3 separate regions of the Mus musculus genome follow, and regions 2 and 3 are each linked to region 1. The links are chromatin contacts, called in public Hi-C maps. All regions are on one chromosome and are shown on one strand. Each heading gives the region's core, a stretch centred on a gene start, on an enhancer-like site or on the middle of the called end of the contact. The rest is flanking DNA. Distances are from core to core; before and after follow the strand shown. Region 1 has its middle 15 kb from the start of Gm22371. Region 2 overlaps Spats2l (spermatogenesis associated, serine-rich 2-like). Region 3 has its middle 61 kb from the start of Spats2l.

Region 1 (3,390 bases), core at 541-3,040:
GGCTGGAGAAATGACTTGAGGTTAAGAGCACTTCCTGCTCTTGCAGAGGACTGGGCTTGGGAACCCAGTACCCACATGGCAGTTCACAACCATCCCTAACTCCAGTTCCAGAGAATCCTATGACCTACTCATACTCATGAACAAAAACATGTGTGTGTAATGTATGTTACCACACATTAGCCCTTTACTGTCTTTTGTCTTTTAAAGAAAACTTCAGTATTTTCAAGTCTTAGAATAGGCCCTAGTTCTTTAGTCTTAATTTCTTCCTGTTTCACCCCTCAAGACACTATGCCTCACACCTCCTCTCTCTAATTTTCTTAGCTTTTAGTATAACGTTTGTTATATTAATTTTAGACACAAAATAAAAGATAACTAATGACATTACAACATAGCCCATTGCCTGACTTACACTGAATGCCAACCCCTAATAAAATGAGATATATGGAGTCCATTAGAAGATACCTGCAAGCACTTCACTAACTAACACCCCAACTTATTCCAAGTCTCTTACCAAAATATGCGGTACAAGGAATCAAGGAAAGCATACAAGACATTGCCTCTGCCCTGAAATTGCTTACCCTCTAGTTGGAGACCTTTTTTTGACAGTTAAAAAATAAATGCCAATGAATGTGAGAGGCAGTATGTGCTGGAAGATCTCACACCACATGAGGGACCAGGAAAGACTTTGCAGAGAAGAGAGATGGGATTTGGACCAAACCTTGGAGGGAGGTTTGGATTTGAAATAGAAGACAAAGAGAGAGTTAAGAAGCCTAATGTATGTGATCCAGATGCTCTGTCAGTGAAATAAGCCACTTCCTGCATCCTAGAACATGGTTAAACAACTTCTCTGAAATGGAGCCAAGAATGCAGCTACCTATTCATAAACGGTGTCTCTCGGTTTCTCCTCTGCACAGAGTTGGCCATTACTCACCGTCCCACTTTCTCAGACAGCATTACTCAAGACCCCCTTTCCCACCTCAGAAGCTCCAAACCCTCCCTCAACACACAGGAAGTCTTACTGTTTTGCTTGTTGTTTACAGAATATGTGGGCCCGGATCTTACATTCAAAGCCAAGCTGCCTTCCTGCCTTATCATCTGTAATCCCCTTAGAATTTTTCTTAAGGTCTCAATGATATCCTCTCATAAACTCCCTTCTTTGCTGACCAAGTGAAGCACAGTTGCTGATTTTGCAAGATACATGCTAAGGCAAAGTTAAGTCTTCGCCAGTCTCTGTATCACGTGACTGCTCCTGGCCCCGCCCTCTCCGTGTTTATATCTTTTATCAGAGCTGTGCAACGTATTTCAAGTGAGCCTCAGTGTTCTTCCCGTCCCACCCCGAATATTGACGGTAACTTGATAGCCTATCTCAAAACTGGTTTGTGGGATTCTTTTTCTCATTGTAGTTAAAATAGCTTGCCTTCTAAATGCCAGAAAATATTTTTGCCAATTAAGGGTTTTTATGAAGAACAGTGTCAAACGCTTTCCAGAAAGGGGTTTAAATTGTTTGGCTCGGCTGCTCCATCCGTTAACATTTTCCTTTGCAGTTTAACCTCACAGGTTTGCGGGATGGTTTCCCCGCACTGGGAAAAAAAAAAAAGTGATTTCTTTGTAATTAAACATAACTTCCTTAGAGATTCTTACGTTCAAGCTGTGGCTTAGAGCTTCAAAACGCTTTTCCCCTGCTGCTGAAATCATGAAGTCTGTGGTCTCCCAGCTCTCTTGTAAAAGCCTCTCTCTTTACAGAGTAGGAGACTTCACAGCGCCGGTCCTATTCAGCTGCTGCCGCTGATAATTTCAAAGACATATTCACAGAGTCCTGCTCTGCATCAGGCAGCTGTTATGTGGTTACGGAGTGTTTGTAGCACTGAATCTCCTTTCAAGTTTCCACTTCCATGTGGGATTGTCTGCTTGAGAAAGGCTTTGTGCTTTCCAGCGTGTTTCCTGTTTTCCTTGGGAGAGCTCCGTACTGTAATCATTTTTCCATTCCAAGTTGCCTAGGCTGATTTGCTTAACTGTTCCGATGCCTTCCCAGTGTCCAAATTTGCACCCCTGCAGTACAGTTTCATTACTTGCTTCATATGGGAAGGGAACATCTCACTTCTGCCTCATTCCTATTTTTTTTTTTCTCTCTGCTCCGTTTATCTGAGCACTTGTCACATCCTTCCAAGACCTGAGATTCGACACCTCAGTTTGGGTTTTCTAGTGCTTGGATGGATGTCAAGATGATTTATAAAGCCCTGGTGCCCAGTGCCATGGGCCAGTGTTACCATCAGGTGAGCAGCAGTTTCTCCTCAGCTTACCCAGCCTGGTTTATTGATTAGGACCATGGCAAGATGCAGCTCTTGCCCTACGCGCCCAGCAAGTCTGGTTTACAAGCCAGTCCACTTGTCCACGGGGGGCATCATTTCAGCCATCATTGCATGGCCTGCCTTTGGCACATTTTTGATTCTCATTCATAGACCGTAGTTACCTATAATTAAATTCTGCCAATGGTGCATGAATTATTTTATCTGGTCATATTTAATTTTCCTCGTTCTTCTCTGGGCATTCTTCTGTGAGCTCCAGGCTTCATCCTGTAGCTCTTTTGTCTATTTCTGAAGCCAAAGTTAGATTGATTACACATTGGGCCTTTAGGTACTTTGCACTGCTCCCCATAGCAAATAAATGCACCCTGTAAAACGATAACGTTTTTACATGTGATTCTTAAGAGCCCCAAAAGCCACCAGAAGATGCTAAGTGTTCCTTTACACTGATGGCTCTTTATCAGACATCCTTGGACCTCCGGGAGCTCTTGCACAATTTCTGGAGACAGTTTTGATGGTGTTTCTGTTACAACATTTATTTATTTTTGTGAGTATGTGCTCAAGTGCATTTGTGTTTACCACGTATATGAAGGAGGTCTCCAGATGTCCGAAGCAAGTGTCAGATTCCCTGGATCTGGAACTACAGGTGTTGAGCCCCAATGTGGGTGCTGAGAAGCAATCTCAGGTTCTCTGCAAGAGCAGCAAATACTCTTAACCACTGAGCCATCCTCCACTGCCAACATTTAATTCTTCACAAGTGGACGTTTGGGGTTGCTGGCATCTGGCGGGTAGAAGCCAGAGCTGCAAATACATTTTCTACACCAGACATGGCAGATCTCTCAACAAAAAAAGTTATATATCTTCAAAATCTGATAGTGTTTGAGAGTATGAAGGATTCTAAGCCTGAAGCTCAGTTTCTAGAAGGGTCTGCTGTAGCCGTTCCCCATCTAGTGAAGGGCAGATGCGACTATCCAAAGGCAGAGGAAAAGAAAAGAGCTATGTTGTCTTTTAAAGACACAAAAACAGGTTCCATTCAAAGTGACTTGGGGGTCTCCATGCCGTATATGTTCTTTATCAGTTCCATGCC
Region 2 (3,390 bases), core at 401-2,900, 470 kb after region 1:
CTTTTCTTCCAAACCAAGGAAGAAAGTGTGTGGTTCAACCCTTTGCTGTATGTGGCAGCTACCAAGGAAACTCCAGCACTTCTTTTCCGACCAAACCCTTAATAAGGAGGATCCCACAACAATTGTGTGCTGATTTAAAGATAAAACCAACTTACTGTTTTAAACAGAACTGTTTATGTGCATTTCCACCAAGAGGAAAACTTTGCCTCTATTCCAAATAAACCTTCAGCTCAGCCAACGTGGTGATGAACTTAAACAAAGCTTTGCTCTTGTTTCCTAAAGTATGGATCTTAGGAATTGCATGACTCATGAAAAATATAAGACTACAAAAGACTTGTTTAAAAGAAGTTTGCCTACTGATGGTGAAATCACATACCATAGGCAATAGAGGGGGTTGTGTGCCTAGCACCATCAATGGCAAACCTTGGGCTCAACCACAGGAGGTTGTAGGTTTGGAACACACGGGCCAGGTCCTCTGCTTTTCTGAAAACATTGCTCATTCTAAAGCAGTAATTAACTCCCGTGACCCTCAGTGGCATGAGTCTGTGAATCCCACTCCTAAGTCTTCTCTCTGGTCCTTCCTGTGGATCACCCAGTTCTTCTAGCTCCCAAGTACTCTGAAGGGGCCATTGTGTGTCCTCTGGGAATAAATAGAACCTCTCATGTAAAACATTAAGAAAACATTCACTTTTCCACTTCCCACCACAGTGCCAACATAAGGACATGAGTTCTGTTTGACTACATTCCACCAAAAGTCTTGATGAGGTTCATGGGAAATGGGATTTTTAAGGAGCTAAGAGAAAATGGTTGCTGTACATCCTCCAGACTGAACTAAGAACACACCAGGGCCAAATGAGCTGGGTCCTTATCCTTCCCAAGCAGGCTGTGAGGAATACTTGCTCAATGCAGTTACTGAAGAAAACCACTAAGTACCTAAAAAAAATTAGCACTGGTGTTTCACCAGGACATGGCCACATGTGGCTGACTGGCATAGGTAGGGCATTATCATCTTCGCAGAAAGAATTAGGGATCTAAGCGAGTAACCAAGATGACACAATCCTCTCCCACTACATCTGAACAGAAGATAAACTTGGCAACAAGAACATAAAAAGTCACATCAGGAAACTAACGTGAAACAGCTGGCTTTTCTTCTGTACAATTGGCCTCCTACCACAGCTGGAAAATATTCATTCTTTGCAACCATAGCTGCCAGATTTAATTGCTTTATGTGCAGACTAGTCTAGCTTCTCATCACAGACCCAGTGTATGTATGTCCAAGTTGATTATGAAGGCTTAAAATGAGCAATAAAACATGAAATTGAAAAAACATTGAGGAAGTATAATAATACTCAATATTTTTGCCATATGCTGGGAGAGAAAGTATCCCAAAATAGAGCTATAAAAATCCTGTTAGGTGCTATTGTCAATTTAACATCTAATTAAGAGCACTCTTAAGGAAGATGGAAGCTGGTCAGGAGCCAGCAAAGTAGTGTGTGTGCTAGTCAGGGTGGGTGGGGGTGCTAATGAGGTTTGAAGAGATTGAGGCATGGAAGGAGTAATCATTTTGAGCTGTTTTATTCTAACTAAAAAAGGGCAGTCAGAGCACATGTTTTGTAGCAAGCACTGGCCCCATGCCTTGCCTTTTGGTTTGGTTTGGTTTTCTGAAGCAGGGCTGTATTCATTACCTTTCTCATTGCTGTGGCCAAATAGCACAAGAAGCTGTTTCAGGAATGACTAGTTTGTTTTGCTTCACAGTTAAGAAGGGGTGCCTCCTGTCATAGTGGGAAGGGCACAGTGGGAAGACCTCAAAGCAGCTGGTGAGGTTACATGTACAGTCAGGAAGCAAAGAGCTGACCTAAGTAGGTTAGGTTGTAATGCTTAAGACCTGCTCCCCAATGACCTACTTCCTCCCACAAAGCTCCACCTCCACAAATCTTCACAACCTCCCAAAATGGTGCCACCAGGGGAGAACCAAGTGTTCAGACTTGTGATCCTATGTAGACCTTTCATGTTCAAACCACAGCAGGGGCTGGGTCTAGCCCAGGCTAAACCTGGAGGTGAGACATGAGTCTCAGCCCTTGACTACTTCCCCTTTCTCTGTGACCTTCAATTCATTTCTTCCTCCTTCATATCTTTTCCTTCCTCAAAGCAGGGGACCCTTCCTGTGGCTCCCTTCTGGTCAGAGATCCATCCTCACTGTGGCACACCACTTAAGCAGTTACCATGGTGTCCTGAGATCCCTTTTCTTCTTTTTATTCATTGATGCTTCCTGGCCTCTCACGGTGCACGACCTCATCCTCATTGTGAAGATGTGTTCCACACTCAAAGTGACATCCTTGAACATGTCAAATGCTCTCTAGAGATTCTGTACCTGAATCAAAAGATGACTTCTGTCGTGAGATTCCCAAGTCGAAGGACTAGCTATTTTAAGATAAACTTATCTTTTACCCACACACCTGAAATCCTCCTTACCTGCTGCGGAAGCCTCGCTGGTAGCTAAGCAAAGCCTTTCTGCATACACTATCACACACCACATGCCAGCCAGATACCATCTCTTTGACATTTGAAATACTACATTCTTCTCTGGGACCTGAGCTTGAGGAGGCCTCCTAACAGGAAGTAACTGGAGAGGTCTGTGTATTAGAATCACCTAGCAACAGTTGACCCCTTATTCCCAGATTTGATCCTTGGATGCCCAGATAGCATAAAATTATCGAAGTGTACATTCTCTGAGCCATTTGAGGCTGAAGCCAAGCAAGACCATTTTCCTGCTTCAGGAGGTTCACTGTGCAGTGCAGTTCTCCTCTTTTGGTTGGTGACCAACCCTCCCTGTCACCGTGTGCACACACTCATCCTTTCTTGACACCTTTGCGCCTTCTTCTGCAGTGCCTAGACGTGCACACAACGCTGAGATTGTGAGTTTTCTGTGCTCTTTGGGTCTCTCATTGTTCTCTTTGTAAATAACTTAGTATCTACTGAGAAACAGTATTTATGAGTTAATATTTGCTTCTATACTGAACTCTTGTGTATGGAAACTATAGTTTAAATACCCTTGGGGCTTCTTGGCCATCCCTTACAAAGGCATCACCCCAAACTTACTTCTGTGGTCCCAGAAATCTATTTCATTTGGTTGGTCCATTAGTTGGTTGGTTGGTTGGTTGGAGGTGGTATTTTAATTGCAACTTGATTTTAAAGAACTTAAAACCCATCACACGCTGAAATTAGCAGACCCAAAGTCTGTACATCTCAGTGAATCTCTACACAGTCAGGCTAGCCATCCTGAAGAAGCTGTGGAACTTCACATTGTATTTTACACTCTCAGTATTGATTGTATTTAAATACATTTATCCACCATGAGACAATCCCGACCGAGTTAGAACTAGAAACATG
Region 3 (3,390 bases), core at 377-2,876, 280 kb after region 1:
TTAGTCATGTGTGGACTCAGAATCTCTGACGAGAAAGCTCTCTGCGTTTCTCTGGGATGCACCACTGCAGGCTCCAGGCTCTCTTCATGGTTTCTTAATTTGTTTCAGATGGTGGTAAATGATCAAGGAATCCAAAAATCTAAACAGCTCTGGACAAGATATTACCCTAGTTTATCCTCCAGGGAACCTTTAAAAGTGAAGCAATCCAAATAATTATCTAGGTCACTTTCTGTCTACATACTTTCCTTGCTGTTACCTGGTTGATAAAATCAGGGTTCTTAGTCTGGCCCTTACCCATCAAATAATAAAGGTTTAGGAACTTATTTTGTGTTTGTTTGTTGTGTAGATTTTCAGTGCTCTTTGTCAAACCCAGGGGCTTGTGTATTCTAAGGAAGTACTGGACCACAGAGTCACATACCAAGCTGGCTAGATTTCCACACCTGTGAACTTCAAAAGTTATTCTCTATATAAATGCATTACTGAATTTGAGCAAAAGATTTAATAAGTTACACACCTGTATCAAAACAGGATCTAGCCTGCCTTTGGGGAGACTTCTTTTTTTACTCCGGGGGTGGGGGATTAGTTAGCAAATTTCCATTTCTGCATTGTATCACATTAAATTTCCCTTGTGAAGATATGTAATATCAAAGGCAGTATCACAGAAAACCACAATCCAACTGTTTGTCAGTGGCACAATTGCAGCTGTTACATCTTTCCCACACTGGTGTCCCCAAGACCAAGACGTGGACCCACTCCATTCTAAGTAAATGTCGACGGAACATAGTCACAACTGGTCAAAATCCACGATCATTAAAGACAACTTTCCATAAGATTGAATGAGGTCAGAATATAAGCATCATGGTTCATTAAAATATTGCTGCTGGAGAATCCTATCTGCTTGCCACCCATTTATCAAGAGTCAATAGCACAAAGCCAAGCAGAAGAATGAGCCGTCTCTTTTTACACAAATGTGTCTTTGACTCTTAAAGTTTAAAGCAGAAACCATCAGACTCTATAACTATTTTGATCAACTGAAACTACTCCCCTGCTCCAGTGAACAGAATTTTCCTGTTTGCAATTTTCAGCTGGCAGATGAGAAACGCATGAAGCTTTATCCAAATGGAAAACCCAGTCACTCTTGGTAAAGTGGAGGGGGAAATTGTCGGCTCTCAGAATTTGTCACTGGGGAGAATATTAACCTCATGCAACTTTCTTTGAATAGTAACAGGGTACAGAATATTGAATAATCTCTTACACACACACACACACACACACACACACACACACACACACACACTTTACTGGGCTCTCACTATATTAAATGTCATCATTTCCCAGTTCCCTGAGGTACAGTCTCTCACCTCTCCTTCAACTCCACCCCCTCCAACACACACACACATACACACACACACTTACGTATACCATGGTTACTTGGAATTTCAGGACAGAGCTGGATAAAAGGAAGAAGACAGGGAAAGGAATCTCTCCTACCTAGGACTGCAGCCAATCCCTGGGCAAGACTATGAAGAAGTGAGGCAGAGTGGGCCCAGGGACATTCCTACAGGGTCAGCTTTCCACGGACCCGTTTGAGTTACATGGGAAACTACGCATTGCTGAGTGCAGTGGCCCTGGGGGAGGAAAAGCAATGTTTACACAATTAAGACTCAGCTGCCTTCCAAACTCTTCATTGCTTTGTTGTCGGCCTTAAGTCTCAGGAAGAATTCTACAAAGTATGCTGGAAACTATTTTAAAGGAGATGAGCTATGAACTAATATCAGGTTCTCACCTAGTGAGAACACGTGTGTGTGTGTGTGTGTGTGTGTGTGTGTGTGTGTGTGTGTGTGTGTGCATGCCTACATTCATTTTGCTAAATACAAAACACTATAAAGTATTGTTATTTGTTATCACCAGGTCTTCATATGAAGAGCAACAACTTCCTCCCTAGAATAGGGAATAAAATATCCATGGAAGGAGTTGCAGAGACAAAGTTTGGAGCTAAGACAAAAGGATGGACCATCCAGAGACTGTCCCACCTGGGGGTCCATCCCATAATCAGCCACCAAACGCAGACACTATTGAACATGCCAACAAGATTTTGCTGAAAGGACCCTGTTATAGCTGTCTCCTGTGAGGCTTTGCCAGTGCCTGGCAAATACAGAAGTGGATGCTCACAGTCATCTATAGGATGAAACACAGGGCCCCCAATGGAGGAGCTTGAGAAAGTTCCCAAGGAGCTGAAGGGGTCTGCAACCCTATAGGTGGAACAACAATATGAACTAACTAGTACCCCCAGAGCTTGTGTCTCTAGCTGCATATGTAGCAGAAGATGGCCTAGTCGGCCGTCATTGGGAAGAGAGGCCCCTTGGTCTTGCAAACTTTATATGCCCCAGTACAGGGGAACGCCGGGGCCAAGAAGTGGGAGTGAGTGGGAATGGGAGCAGGGCAGGGGGAGGGTATAGGGGACTTTTGGGATAGCATTTGAAATGTAAATGAAGAAAATATCTAGTAAAAAATATGAAAAAAAACTAAAAGTGGAATGAAAGACTATTCTTCCCAAGAAATTTGATAACATAGTTGATAACTATGAAAGATAGTTGATAACAACAGATTCGATAAATGATACATAGGATGGATGGATAGATGATAACCTTCTCTCTCTCTCTGTGGGTGTGGGTGGGGTGAGGTGGGGGGTGTTATTGTATGTGTCTGAGGAGGAGAGGGGTTGATACTCAGCTCTGTTAACATCCATCCACCAGCTTTCTGTATGCTTCATGTCTCGTACTTTCCACAGCAGCCTCTTTCTAAGGATGGTCCAGGGTTACTTGGGTTCATGCATAATAAACAGAGGCATCTGGAAGTGTAAACCCCCCCCACACACACACACACATATACTTCCTAGGTGGTTTATGGCAGTGGCTGAGAGGGCAGCCTCTACCAGAAACTGACATTTGTTCTGCTGAAACTGGGATGTGCCCTGAAGTCCTTCCTAGGGTTCCTAGAGTCATTTCTTGACAACTCATTTACAGATAAGCCTTTGTCTCGGGTCAGTTTCTGGGCAACAGAATGGGAAACAAATAGATAAAAAAAATGTCTTCCCAGATAGCTGGCAGCCTGTTTGTGACCTTTGCATGATAGTCAAGAACACAGAGTTGGTAAAGAGCCCAGCTTCCAAGCCAGTTCACCACCATCTAGATTTTGACATTGACGAGTCACTTAACCTCACCATGGTGGATGACCAAAAAGGAATGGACTAGGGTCCATTGGGGGCAAGTTTACAGACATGGAGAGGAGGAAACAGAGTGCCTGTGCTCCCCTTCATCCCGTTCCAAGCTCTGGCCCAGCATGTGCAGAGAACAGCTCAGAGTCCCCACCCAATCAACAGTCACATCC

The links. Hi-C and Micro-C count contacts between places; a contact is called where the count stands out from the background.
Region 2: a contact with region 1 is called in a Hi-C map of uterus, with 3 times the contacts expected there. The contact joins two enhancer-like sites. A contact is called at or near these places in 16 of 39 promoter capture datasets (the 3T3-L1 cell line, 3T3-L1-derived adipocytes, the C10 cell line and 10 more), 1 of 15 datasets of contacts at CTCF or cohesin (pro-B cells), 4 of 484 Hi-C or Micro-C datasets (the HPC-7 cell line, cortical neurons, embryonic fibroblasts and 1 more), 7 of 115 datasets of contacts at active chromatin or transcription factors (craniofacial prominence, embryonic basal ganglia, embryonic limb bud and 4 more) and 2 of 9 other capture datasets (adipose tissue and embryonic stem cells).
Region 3: a contact with region 1 is called in a Hi-C map of uterus, with 3 times the contacts expected there. The contact joins two enhancer-like sites. A contact is called at or near these places in 3 of 39 promoter capture datasets (the HPC-7 cell line, embryonic stem cells and stem cell-derived epiblast-like cells), 6 of 484 Hi-C or Micro-C datasets (cerebral cortex, embryonic fibroblasts, embryonic stem cells and 3 more), 4 of 115 datasets of contacts at active chromatin or transcription factors (craniofacial prominence, double positive thymocytes, embryonic fibroblasts and 1 more) and 1 of 9 other capture datasets (embryonic stem cells).

Annotation. Positions count from the first base shown.
Region 1 is chr1:57,435,326-57,438,715 of GRCm38.p6, forward strand. No RefSeq gene overlaps it. Among named protein-coding and RNA genes, the nearest start is that of Gm22371, 15 kb to the left of the region's middle. Within about 2 kb of position 1,791, at least 105 of the 459 cell types and tissues checked have an H3K27ac peak or open chromatin away from gene starts, as enhancers often do. A contact at or near this core is called in embryonic limb bud and uterus, where this site is marked.
Region 2 is chr1:57,904,976-57,908,365 of GRCm38.p6, forward strand. All of the region lies in intron 9 of Spats2l (spermatogenesis associated, serine-rich 2-like), which reads left to right. Among named protein-coding and RNA genes, the nearest start is that of Kctd18, 63 kb to the right of the region's middle. Within about 2 kb of position 1,651, at least 22 of the 459 cell types and tissues checked have an H3K27ac peak or open chromatin away from gene starts, as enhancers often do. A contact at or near this core is called in embryonic limb bud and uterus, where this site is marked.
Region 3 is chr1:57,711,720-57,715,109 of GRCm38.p6, forward strand. No RefSeq gene overlaps it. Among named protein-coding and RNA genes, the nearest start is that of Spats2l, 61 kb to the right of the region's middle. Within about 2 kb of position 1,627, at least 4 of the 459 cell types and tissues checked have an H3K27ac peak or open chromatin away from gene starts, as enhancers often do. A contact at or near this core is called in uterus, where this site is marked.